Linked DNA regions of Hordeum vulgare: all the other regions are linked to region 1. Evidence: chromatin contacts called from public Hi-C data. All regions are on one chromosome and are shown on one strand. The core of a region is the stretch at or near the end of the contact, and the rest is flanking DNA. Distances in the headings are between cores, read along the strand shown. Region 1 has its middle 110 kb from the start of LOC123452368. Region 2 has its middle 210 kb from the start of LOC123395658. Region 3 has its middle 270 kb from the start of LOC123395893. Region 4 holds the start of LOC123395893 (IQ domain-containing protein IQM3-like).

Region 1 (3,105 bases), core at 260-2,759:
CTTACGCGGAACACTCGGGCACGCGCCGCTCCATTGCTAATGTCTAAAGAGCTTCGGCTGATACTACGACATCGAGCACCTATAAATTCTCCCACATGAAGGTTAGTGCGAAAAGGTCTACAACCAACTTAGATCAAATACCCAAATCCCATTAGCATTTTATTTAACATTGTAGCGACGATCAACAATCCATGATATGTGGTCTCGTCGCTCCGTCTCGAGGATGTGTGGCAAGGGCTAAGAATGCCCGACCACGCCTCATCACATCCATGCGAGAATCCAGCTGCAACACACCTCATCATGCACCCAGTAGTAAGGTCAAGTAGCTGTGTGGTCGCAACATCAGAGGGATCCGAGGTATCACCCTCGATGGATTCCGAACGATGTATCCATCAAGGAGACTAGGCGGAATCACCTTCGATGGTCGACGCTTGATGAGTGTACGATAGAGCCGTTATCGAAAGTGGTGTAGGAGGAATCACCCTCCGTGAACCACCGCCAGTTAACTACACTACAGAGCTAACATCACGAGTACGTATCGAAGTGTCACCCTCGGTACTCGATAGTAGCTCTGCAGCGTCGTACAACAAGGGTGTGTGTGAAGTGATGTGACGGGTCTTGGCTCATCGATCAGTTGATCGAGAGTTGATGATAAAGCGGGGGCAAGTGGGTTTAAGGGGGGTGTCAATGGGGATCACTGCTCCACTATACTAAGCATTTAAAGTACAATAGAGTATAACAACAGTTTATCAAAAACATGTTATGCATCACAATAGGTGCTATCTACAACAGTAGCAAAATCTAATGCAAGCATGGGGGAGAAAGAATGGGCGATATAGGAACTATCGATGGGGTTGGTTGCCTTGTTGCTCTGCTGAAAAAGGCTGATCATCAGTGGCGTAGTCGTACCCGGGAGCTGCGTCAGCTTCGGCGTCTACCGGAGAGAACAGGGGAAGAAATAATAAATAAAAGCAGGCATACGTAACATGATGCATGGCATAGCAATACGCAGTGCTAGGGATGAGCTAACACGGTACTACACGTTACAAATGGAGCGGCATAATATTTGGCGATATTTTCCGGGTCTCAAGCTTCTACTTGACAGATGATCCTAATGCCAAATGTGCATGTTCATAATGCTAGGAGCACGTGACAGATGAACGAATAGCGTATCATGTATAAATTAATTTTATCGGAGTTATGGATTATTTTATATGGGTTTCTAAAGTTTTAACAATATTCTGGATTTATATATTAATTCGAATTAAATCAGAAAATGCTATGTTTACCCAAGTGTGTATCTTGCACACAGGCTTACATGTGGGTCCACGAGGGGTTTGTCGAATGTTTAACAAGTCATAGTTTGACTGGTCAATAGTGTGGGGGACCCACATGTCATTGTCACCGATTTTAATTAAATGTTTAGTTAGCACTAGGGCCCCACATGTAATAGACTAGTTAGCATGGGGGCTCAGCCTAATGGGGGTTAGCACCTAATCTAATCAAGGGCTCACCCTAGCGGCAGTGGTACAAGTTGTGCCACACTAGTGGCTGGTTGGGCACGCACGGCACGTAGGGGAACCGGCAGCCATGGCTCGAGGGGCGAGCACGACAGCGGCCAAGAGGAGGCGCGTGAGTGCGCAACGACAGTGGCACGTGCCACAACGGGTGGAGGCGGTGCAGGCGGCAGCGACAGTAGTACTAGCAACAGGGGCGGCGGCGCATCAACATGCATCGGCGGGAGGAGCAGGGTAACGCGGTAGGGGGCGACGCGAGAGGCAGCACGCGGCGGTGCGCAGGAGCAGCAGGAGCAACAAGCGGGGCACGGCAGCCGTAGGCTGGAGGGTAGCGGCAGGCGAGGCCTGGGGCGACGCAAGCGACGTGGAACGGCGGCACGTCGGGCGGGGGCATAGCCAGACAGGGCCGGGGGGGCACAAGGCGGCTCAGGTGAGCGACCGCGGCGGGGAGAGCGAGCACCGGGGGCACAACGGCTCCGGGGAAGCTCGTCGGAGGAGGAGGGGGCACACAGCGGTGTGACATCAGACCGGGACGGGAGGGTGGTTGTTGCAGCAGTTCTCTCACTCTCAGCTCGGCGACGAACGCCCCGACCGCACGTACAGGCGTTTCGACTACAAAGACGTAACAGCCATGCTTCTCGTGCATGATCTGCATGCGGCGATCCGTCCAGCAGTGCCCGCGACGCGCACAACGAGCATGACCTGGCTAGCTCCATGCCCGCTGCTAACGGCCTACTCCTACCACCACGAGCACGACCTGGCCAGCTCCACGATTCCACAAGCACACACACGCCACACATACATGCACATACACGTACGCCGTGTTGCCGTGACCCAGCCTACGGATCCGACCCAACACACCGACGTCGGTCGCACCGCCACGGACCCGACCTGGCGTATCGATGCCGGTCGCACCGTGCTCTGTCATGACTTATTTCCAACAATCACCCCCTAAGCCGTGACCTAAGTCGTGACCTAGAGGAGCGCCGGCCCGACGTCGTCGTCGACCGCCGCGACAAGCGTGTGCTCCGCCGCCTCCGCCTGACGCGGCTTCGGGCACTCCCGTCGGAAGTGTCCACGCTGGCCGCAGTTGTAGCAGCGCCCGCGGCTTCCTCGCCGCTTTCCTAGGCCGCCCGACGTCGTGCTGCCCACGCCGTCATCATCGTGGTCTAAGCCGCCGCCGTGCTGACGTTGCCTTGCCGCCCATTGAGCCGCCATGAGTAGGAGCTGGTCGCCGCCACGTCCACCGTTGTCTTGAGTGCGCCGCCTCGTCCGCTCCTCGAACGCCTTCAGCCGGTCGAGCGCCTCCTCGAACGGCATCTTGTCGACGTCGCAGAACTGCTCAATTCCGGCCACCGCTGCGTACAGCCGGTCCGGCGCGGTGTCGAGCACTTTCTTCACCATTGCCACGTCATCGAGCGTCGCTCCGAGGGCCGCATACCTTGCTGCCATGCTGCTGATCCTCCCGGCATACGCGTCCAGCTCGTCACCGTCCTCCATGCGTAGGCGATCGAACTCACCGCGGAGAGTGGAGAGCCGCGCCGCCCTCACCCGGTCCGCACCGACGAACCGCGTCTTCAGGCTCGCC
Region 2 (3,312 bases), core at 759-3,258, 520 kb after region 1:
GTTCTGAGAGTCACTCTTCCGGCTGAATAACTCCCATCTTGCACACCAGCACAGTCTCGCCCGCTCCACCGACCCAAGACGCGCCCACATCCGATCTTGCACATGCGCTCACTTTGCCTAGGAGCAAAACCAGGTGGCAGTTCACGCTTCTTCCTCACCAGCACTGACTTGACTCGCCTCTGACCCAGGATGGAGGTAGGAGCTGGCAACTCCAAGCCCCCGAGTAGCGAGTCCGTAGCCGAGAGTGGGAGTTGCGGACCGGTAGGAGGGAGCAGCTGATGCGGAAGGAGCGACTAGGCGATCGGAGTGCGAGGAGGAGATCACGTTGGGCTCACGGCCGCGGTCGATCCTCTCTCGAAGCCGAGGGGTGCCTCGGGGTACCGCCTAGCAGACGGCGACCCGGGGGTCCTCTCCCGTCTGGATGGAACAAGGGAAGCACGACACCCACCGCGACCCAAGGGGAAGCGATGGTGTTCCTAGAACCAGCGGTTCACCCGATGAGCGCCCCGGGCTCATGAACAACCGCCTAGGCGTGGGCCGCACCAATAGCAAGGTCAAGCCCCCAGCAGGGGTCGAGCCACCGGCACAGAGCCCACGACCGTCTCCGACACCGACCATGCCAGCGCAGGAGTGATCATTGTGGCGGAGGCCCCGACCGTGGCGCCCGACCTCTTCACCGAGGCCAAAGCCGGCCCACGAGGGCACGCCGGAGTCAGCGCACGAGAGACCACCGCGCCGGAGGTCGTGCCCGTGGCGCCCGACCTGGCCGCCGAGCCCGGTCCCTGGAGGAACGGAGACGCAATCCCACTAGCAGGAGGAAGAGGCCGTTCAACCTCTGCCCACCTCCCCACTCACCGGCGATCCCGGGGCCGTCCGGTCTACCGAAATGTTGACCACCAGAGCACGGTCAGCTGCCGCGTCCAGTGTCATCGATTCGCCCCGGTACCAGCTCCTAGAGTAGTCGTGGCGTCGAGTCAGGTCTTCATCGTCGTCGGGCTCGAAGTCCAGGCGGAGCTTCATGAAAGGCACCTTCTTATCCACCACATCCAGCACACGGATGGTGAGGTGATGGATGAGGGTGCGCCGGTCAGTCGGAGGCGTCGGGGCATCTGGCGTGAAAGGAAGGTCTTCGTCCACGGAGTTTGGCCTCCATGTCGGCTCTCGCACCTTCAGATCGTACAGCTTGAAGACGCCGGAGGGATTACGCAGCCACGCGGTCACATCGAGCTGCCAGCGGTCATCTGATAGGAGGATTTCCACCAGTTGCCTCCCAAGATTGTTTAGAAGCTGCCCGACCGCGTCACACTCGAGGCCAGCGCGCTCATATGCCATGGAACCTCACGGCTCGCCACCACAGCGGAACCGGCCCAAGCGGGCAAAAACACGATCGCAGATCTCCGTGGACGCGAAGATGATGAAGAAGTCCGTCGGATGCGTCACCTCCACGCGGACCTGGCTTCTGTCCACCCCACACTGCGCGGGCACAGCTCGAACCAAGACCTCAGACGACACCACAGACCACCTCCCCCACACCGTGGCCAGCATGGCGCGGCCATGGAAATCGGTTGTTTTTGTTGGACACGTGCTTGATTTTACACTACCTGCTAAAGCGGCACGCTGGCGTGTGGCAGCCTTTGGTGAAGCAAGTGACTGATCACGCGTAAAAACGGCTGTTGCCTTGGTGTTGGAGATCCTCTTAGGACAGCAGTTTCCTTTTGTGGTCGGAGCACGTGCATCGGCAGTGTAAACGCACAGCGTATTGTCTGCACTGCCGCTGCACTCCTTGATTTTGATATGGAACACACTCAGGATAATGATTGTCCAGCAGTCGAAGAAAGCACATCATTTGGTCCTAAGCGGCTACGTGACGTATCAACAAGATGAAGATGATGATCTAGTACTACTAGTACGACAAAGACGATATTCTATTCTATAGACATACATGCACAGTCACCCCTTCTCAGTGGGCAGCGCTCGCGGGAACGCGGCTGGGACAGCGAGTACATGTCCGCGTGCCGGCGCCCTTTTAGCGGCGCCGCTAGCTGCGTATGCACGCGCGGCCGCTAGTCGACCAGGTGAGGTGAGGCCAAACCCCGCGGGGTTCGCGTGGCCGGTCGGTCTCGCCAGACGGGCAAGCGCGTCCTGATCCTCATCCCAGGATGGCGACCCGTCTGTTCGGCGGTGCCACGTACTGACTTATGGGTTAGAAGAGAAGCATCCACGGCTCGACTCCAACGCTCGGTGAATACTAGTTCAGCAGAATCCGAAAACAAAAACTGAATCGCTTTACTAACCGCGCTCACAATGAGACGCCGATTTCTATTTTGCATTACAGGTCGACAATGAAATGACTCGAAGCTCACACGTTAAATATTCGTTTTTTATGTCTGGACGTGATTCACGAACGCCATATAAAAGAAACCCATATCCAATGTTATTTGGGACCCGTATAGCTCTCCAGTTTGATTTCATTCTGAACTGTCTATTATAACAAAGTTTTTTTTCTAAAACTAATGATGAAGGGTCGACGACAGCAACACGCTTTCGGTTTGCTTTAGTAACTATAGTCGTCGCTAGATGGTCTATCGACATAGATATAAACTTTATTTCTAGTATTCTATGTACTGCATTCTTAGTTGATGAATTGATCAAAAAAAATCTTGTAAAAAAAACGTCCAAACCACTTCACGGATAGATAAAGATCCTAATTGATGACAAATTTGGTAAAAGTGATGCGGACAACAACTATTGAACCTTTGCAGATCTCCTTTGAAGATGCCCTAAATTCTTTTTACCTTTAAGCATATTCACAGCTTCTAAATTACATGCACATCATAAAATAATTTATGATTGGATAGTTAGAAAGACAATGGTATCTCATGTTGTAAGTGTTCAAGTCTTTGATATGACATTGGTGCTCACATTTTTTTCAATTTATTTATTTCTTTTGACGATGTGTGTTTAATGAAAGAAAAACATTCTTGTTGATTATGAATGTGTATGTGACGACTTCGTTAATCTTAAGATATTATTGTTAAAAATATGCCCTAGCGGTAATAATAAATTAGTTATTATTATATTTTCTTGTTCATAATAATCATTTATTATCCATGCTAGAATTGTATTGATTGGGAACTCAAATACATGTGCGGATACATAGAGAACACACTGTCCCTAGTGAGCCTCTAGTTGAGTAGTTCGTTGATCAAAGATGGTCAAGGTTTCGTGGCCATAGACAAGTGTTGTCACTTGATAACGGCATCACATCATTGGAAGAATGATGTGGTGGACAAGACCCAAACTATAAACGTA
Region 3 (3,221 bases), core at 480-2,979, 690 kb after region 1:
TACTTATTTTTCATAAAAATTTGACAATGTCACGAAATGTTCAATTTTTCGAAAAGTCTTTGCGTTTTAGAAAACTGTTAGATTTTGTAAAAAATGTCATGTTTTGCTAACTTTGGATTACAGCACTCTTCTTATTTTGTCAGAACAAATAGGTTGTTATGGAGTTTCGTGCCTCAATATTCAATAGTAGCTTGGTGTGGCTAGCTGGACGCGGTCTGCAACCTGGTTTGATCAAGATTCTGGGTTCGATTTAAACAATAGACATTTTTTTTCTTTTAAAGGTCCTTTGAACCGGTATTTTTTTTCTGTTTATTTTTCTTCTTTCTTTTTTTCTTTACTCCCCTGTTTTGTATTTTTCACTTTTTTATATATTTTATTTTTTGCAAGTTTACTTCATAATAAATTTTCACAGTTTCAAAATTTGTTCGCGTTTTAAAATTTCAAATTTCTTCACAATTCGCAAAATATTCATGGTTTTAAAATGTATTCACAATTAAGAAATTATTTGTTCATAATTCAAAAAATGTCCATAATTTTATAATTTTATTCACGAATTTTAAATTTGTTCATGTTGCAAATACGTTCAAAATTCGAATTTTTTTATGGTTTTCAAATTTACTCACAAATTTAAAAATTCATAATTTTATAACTTTTTCATATTTCAAAATTTGTTCACAATTCAAAAACTGTTTGTGGTTCCAATTTTTTTTCATAATTGGAAAGAAGTTCTTAATTTTATAATTTTGTTTGCGAATTTGAAATTGTTCATGTTTCAATATTTGTTCACAATTTGAAAACTATTCTTGGTTTCAAAATTTGTTCACAATTCTAAAAATATTCATCATTTTATAATTTTGTTCGCGAATTTGAATTTTGTTCCTGTTTCAATATTTGTTCACAATTCGAAAAAGTTCACAATTTCAAAATTTCTTCACAATTCGAAAAATGTTTATACTTTTACAATTTTGTTCATATATTTCAAATTTCTTCAGAAGATGTTTGCTTGTTTTCCAAAAATGTTCGTATATTTCAAAAAATGTTACGTTTTTCAACGTATTGTTCGTAATTTGAGAAAAATGTTCGTATTTTCGAAAAACTATTCGTATTTTGAAAATCCCAATAAGGTTTTTGAATTTTGTTTGTAATTTTCCAAAAATGTTCACGTTTACAAAATTGTTTGCGTTTTTTTTCTTTTGTTTGGGAGTTTAAAAAAAAATTCGTGTTTACAAAAGTTGGTTCTGTTTTAAAATTATTTTTGGGAGTTTAAAAGATTCACATTTTTGAAAGTGGTGACGTTTTAGAAAAACTTTGAATATTTGAAATCAATTCGTATTTCAAACATGTTTGTGTTTTCCAACAAACGTTTCATACTTAATACTAGTCTTGTTTTTGAAAAATCTTCTAAAAAAATCATAGCTACAGTACCAATGATTGGTTCACTACAGTGTGTGGACCGGCCGCGACAGTATCCGTTTGATTTCGTACAACATGTCGTTCTGGTTGATGGTTTCTTAAATGCTAGTACTATTTGTGTGTCACGAAAACTGAGTCGGTGAATGAATGCTGGATGTTCTGGGTTTAATTCCGATCAAGCGTTTGTTTTTTTTCCTGTATTTTCGATACTGGGCTATAGGCATAATATATTGGGCCGGTCCAGGGAGGAGTCCTCATGTTTGTTTGATCGGGAATGTGTCGCAGAACGCGGTGTATAGGAGGTCCCGTGTTGCAGTGGCTCGGCGGTAGGGGCACCAGCATGGGCGCAGCTTTCTCGGGCCGAACTAGACCGTGGTCCGTCAAAGATTGTTATGAATATTTTATTACCCATGCTTCGAGAGAGCAACTAGGTAGTGAGTGTTTTTCGGAAGTCTGCCAGCAAGCACTCCCATTGCATCATCATTTAACCCATTCTCAGCCGTCGTCATATGTCGCGCTTTCAGCTTTTCTTTCGAATTTTTTTGTTTTATATAAAATCTGGATGCATTTTTGGTTTTTTAAAATGGTTTTTTACTTTTTTTTGTGTTTCGTTTTTTCATCGGTTTTTCTTAGCTTCTTGACGGATAAAAATCATTTTTTTTGCGTGGAAAAACACGTTTCATGGTTTTTTTGCGAAAGACATGGTTTTGTCTTTCATGATAGGCACGATTTTGCCTTCGCGAGAGGCACGCTCGTGCCTCTCGAAAAGGAAAAAATGCGTTTTCCGTTTTTTTGTAAGAGGCACTGTTTTGCTTCCGCGAGAGGCATGATTTTGCCTTCGTGAGAGGCATGACCGTGCCTCTCGGAAAGAGAAAAAATACGTGTTTTTTTCGCGAGAGACATGATTTTGCTTTCGCGAGAAGCACATTTTTGCCCTGATAGACGCACGACCATGTCTCCCGGAAAGGGGAAAAGGCGAAAAAATGCATTTTTTGTTTTTTATCGCAAGAGGCACGATTTTTTGTCCCCTTTTTCTGATTTTTCTTTTCGTCAAAACCTTTCAACATGGCATCTAGTTTTGAAGATCTTAACACGAGAAATCCAACAGTAAAAACGGTTCGAGATTTGAGCGCATGATTTTGGAAACGACCGGTTCGAGCGGCCTGTGGGGTGTTTTTAAATTTCGTCCCGATGTAAATCAGGCCTCATTGCACGCAACCAAACGGTTCATTTTCCCGCCAGGGTCTGATTAGGGATGAGCGAGTAAATGGGATGATGAGGGTATATTCGCGCCATACCGCCTCCACCAATTTCTCTCCTCCCGCCATCTTCGACCGAACCCCCTGTACTGCACCCTACGTGGCGTCTTGCTTTTGCACCCGACTTAACCTGGCTCGCTGGAAACAAACGATTCAAAACGTTAGCAACGAATCAGACTATGGGATACTTTAAGTTTCGTGCCGATGCGAATCACAGCTCCTTGTACACAACCAAACGGTCCGCCAGACCCAGCTATATGCAACCTACTAAATGTGTCCCTAGTTGCTCTTGGTTCAACCATTCTTAGAGCATCTATAAACATAGCAAACATGACTCCCTAAACGTCTGTGGACGTGTCCACATTTTCTATTTCCTTCCTCATTATCCCTTGAACTGACCAAAAGCGTCTACGAACGTACGAAGGGTTATCCCTTGAACTGACCAAAAGCGTCTACGAACGTACAAGGGTTATCCTTTGAACTGACCAAAAGCGTCTACGAACGTACGAAGGATTATTTGAAGAGCTCGGCTGTAGATGCTCTTACTCA
Region 4 (3,210 bases), core at 89-2,588, 960 kb after region 1:
TGACGGCAGAGCAGCGACGAGACCCCACATACGCGGCCGACTCCCCTAACTGGGAGGTGTGGTTCGCGGTGGAGCACGAGAAGCAACGCCGCCGTGGTGTGCGCCAAGTGCAACCAGGAGGCCCTCCGCCGCCCCCGCCTATCGTCGACGACGAGGACCAAGAGGCTGAGGCCGCCTACCAGGCGGCGCTCGCTGGTGTCCTCCGCGACAGCGAGGAAGAAGCCTGACGCATGGTCGAAGAGGAGACGGCGTACCAGCAACAGGTCGCGGAGGCCATGGCACTGTCGGCTGCCTGCGACTGCGTCGTGCCACCTCCACCGGAGCCCGAGCCCGTGCTGCCGCGGGAGGTCTACCAGTGGACCGGTGTCGTCCAGGAGTTCGTCAGCGCGCCGCCCATCTGGCTGGGGCGCGTCCCTGCTGCAGGAGCAGGCCTGCCTCGAGCATTGGAGGTCGGTGCACCTGCAGGCGGAGCGCGTCGAAGGCCTGCGGCTCATGGAGCTGGAGAAGGAGGAGGAGGAGGAACGACGGGAGGCGGAGGAGGAGGAGTGTGCTCGTGCTGCTGCGCTGCCACCGCCACCACCACATCCCGCGCCGGCGGGGCAGACAACGGAGGCGCAGGCAGCTACGCTCTGGAACTCGACGTTCCCATGGGCCGCCCCTGCACCAACGTTGGTCGACCTCACCGGCCCCGACGACGACGACGATGACGCCTAGGGCTACATGGACGCAGTTTTAGTTTTTTATTTTATTTTTATTTAATGTAATGTGAACGCGACGCGTGAACTATCGCCGGCCTTCGTGACCGGTTTCTAATGTTTAATTATGTATTATGTCTTTTTTTTAGACAAAAAAGAGGTCCGGTCAGCGTTGTGCGCACGAGCCGATCCATTTGCGAAAGCAAACGTTCGTGTCCGCCTAACCGATTCAAACAGACAAAAAAGAAACGAAATCGCTGTCCTTTGGAGTGAATTCCTATTCAGGAAAGCTACCAGTAGTAGCGGACCATAAATGCGTTTGGAAATAGACGTATGTGCTGCTCTAGAATCACATACATTTGCATGCAGCGTGCACCTGAGGAGACGTGTGAGTTGTATGGACAGGAATTCTGGAAATACACCGGAGTATCTATGTGCGGCTCCTATAGGAAACGCACGGTGGACACGACCCGACCCGGCGGTCGATACCACACACTATCGGCGACCGCGTCGGCATGCAGCCCGTCATGACCGGCAATCCACGTCACCGTGGACCTTGGCATACACACACTCGCATGCCACGCCTACTCGGCAGGCTGAATAACATAACATTTCTGCCCTCTCTTTTTCTTTCTGTTGTTGCCGGGAAATCTTTCTGTACGCTGCCCGTAGTTCCCGCCAGCAGGAGAGAATACTACTCCTACACTAGTAACTCAATGAGCGCATTAAATTAAATTATTCTCCAACAACCTCTCGTGTTACACCTTAAATTCCTGCTGCTGCTGCCGCCTCCTCCTCCTCCCCCTTCCTCCTGCTTGATAAGACTACAACCATTAGTCCACCATTACCTTGATAGATGGAGGTGGAGACTGCGATGCCTACTCCGGCGGCCGGGCTGGACCGCGTGGGCTCTGCCGCGCGGGAGCCGAATCACACGGAGGCCTCCTCGCCGTCGCCGGCGGCTGGAGGCAGCGCGAATGGCGCGGCGACCAAGGTGCAGAAGGTCTACCGGAGCTACCGGACCAGGCGCAAGCTTGCCGACTCCGCCGTCGTCGTCGAGGAGCTCTGGTAAACAGATCCTTCCTACACACACACAAAAAAAAAAAGATAACATCACCACCGTGCCTGTTTCCTTTCTCCCATTTGGTCGTCTGACAATTTTGGCAAAGAAAATCGTCCAAACCCGTCTTTCTTGGGATTCTGCGCTTATTGCTGCCCTTTTCTTGCTTGTTAGTTGTTGCCCTCCCGTGAGACGCTGATTTTGGTGTCGGCAATGCCTGATTTGCTTCGTCCTGATTTTTTTTTATTTTTTTTTGGAAAGGAGGCCTCCGGCCTCTGCATCATTGATTTGTCTTGATGATGGTTACGGGTGCTGAAAATCAAACTGTTTTTTTTTTTTTGTTTGGATTGAATGAAGGTGGCAAGCGCTGGACTTCGCGCGGCTAAACCACAGCACCGTCTCCTTCTACGATGGCCCGGAGCCGGAGACCGCCGCCTCGCGCTGGAACCGCGTCAGCCTCAATGCATCCAAGGTCTTGCCGCTTTCCCTTTCCCCGCATCAATCGCCAGCGCAAGGCAGCTCACCATGGCCTTTCCCCTCACAAGAGAATGATTCTTTTGACTGGAATTCTCCTCGATTTTAACTCCAACACATGTTCATGAGCTTGATGCAGGTGGGTCAGGGTTTATCCAAGGATGCTAAGGCTCTTAAGCTGGCTTTCCAGCACTGGATCGAGGCTGTGAGTACAGAAATCCTACACATCAACTACTGATTTTAATCTAATTTTAGTAGTACTAGTGTTGTATTCGTTGCCTTTCTCCGCTCTCCAAATGAGTGTGAAAAGAATCAGCTTCGCAGTATCAGTTGACTTGGACTTTCCGTTAGCTGCGAACATCCATGATAAAAGCTCTACAGCTTTCACGGTTGACTTGGACTTCGGCTTGCAAAATTTTGAAATCCATCTGCCATCTTGTAGATTGATCCAAGGCATAGGTACGGGCACAACCTGCATTTCTACTATGATGCCTGGTCCCAGACCCAGGCTGGCCAGCCGTTCTTCTACTGGTAAGGAAATGACTGCCATTGTGTATATCAAAATTTGGTTGTTCAAATGAAATGAAGCAATCAATATGTAGCTGTCATTTTCCTGCGAGATAAGTCTGATCGATTTTGCACGAAAATTGATAGGTCCTTTTCTTTTTGCATATTCAGGCTCGATATTGGTGAGGGAAAAGATGTAGAGCTTCCAGAATGCTCAAGGGCTCTGCTGAAAAAGCAATGCATAAGATATCTTGGTCCAGTAAGATCATTTGCATAATGGATGCTATCTTTATTTGGAACGATACCGTTCTTACTGAAAATATTTCACTGAGAGCTGCATTAGAACTTCAGAGTGCTAAATAATATGTGGATCAATTGATAAAGGAGTTAAGAACAATAGTCAATACATTATTTAGTTTGTAAGTATATCTATTTAGTTAGAAAAGAGATAGCTTAAAATAGGAAAATATTGAC

The links. Hi-C and Micro-C count contacts between places; a contact is called where the count stands out from the background.
Region 2: a Hi-C map of leaf shows a contact between it and region 1, with 5 times the contacts expected there. The contact joins two enhancer-like sites. A contact is called at or near these places in 2 of 6 Hi-C or Micro-C datasets (leaf and seedling).
Region 3: a Hi-C map of leaf shows a contact between it and region 1, with 4 times the contacts expected there. The contact joins two enhancer-like sites. A contact is called at or near these places in 3 of 6 Hi-C or Micro-C datasets (leaf and seedling).
Region 4: a Hi-C map of leaf shows a contact between it and region 1, with 3 times the contacts expected there. The contact joins the promoter of LOC123395893 here to the enhancer-like site in region 1. A contact is called at or near these places in 2 of 6 Hi-C or Micro-C datasets (leaf and seedling).

The regions. Positions count from the first base shown.
Region 1 is chr5H:286,787,910-286,791,014 of MorexV3_pseudomolecules_assembly, reverse strand. No RefSeq gene overlaps it. Among protein-coding and RNA genes, the nearest start is that of LOC123452368, 110 kb to the left of the region's middle. Within about 2 kb of position 1,509, at least 2 of the 3 cell types and tissues checked have open chromatin away from gene starts, as enhancers often do. A contact at or near this core is called in leaf, where this site is marked.
Region 2 is chr5H:286,264,542-286,267,853 of MorexV3_pseudomolecules_assembly, reverse strand. No RefSeq gene overlaps it. Among protein-coding and RNA genes, the nearest start is that of LOC123395658, 210 kb to the left of the region's middle. Within about 2 kb of position 2,008, at least 3 of the 3 cell types and tissues checked have open chromatin away from gene starts, as enhancers often do. A contact at or near this core is called in leaf, where this site is marked.
Region 3 is chr5H:286,093,704-286,096,924 of MorexV3_pseudomolecules_assembly, reverse strand. No RefSeq gene overlaps it. Among protein-coding and RNA genes, the nearest start is that of LOC123395893, 270 kb to the right of the region's middle. Within about 2 kb of position 1,729, at least 3 of the 3 cell types and tissues checked have open chromatin away from gene starts, as enhancers often do. A contact at or near this core is called in leaf, where this site is marked.
Region 4 is chr5H:285,827,283-285,830,492 of MorexV3_pseudomolecules_assembly, reverse strand. It overlaps LOC123395893 (IQ domain-containing protein IQM3-like), which reads left to right and starts at 1,338. Exons shown (of 9, transcript XM_045090921.1): 1 at 1,338-1,763; 2 at 2,113-2,227; 3 at 2,369-2,434; 4 at 2,672-2,760; 5 at 2,908-2,995. The coding sequence starts at 1,552.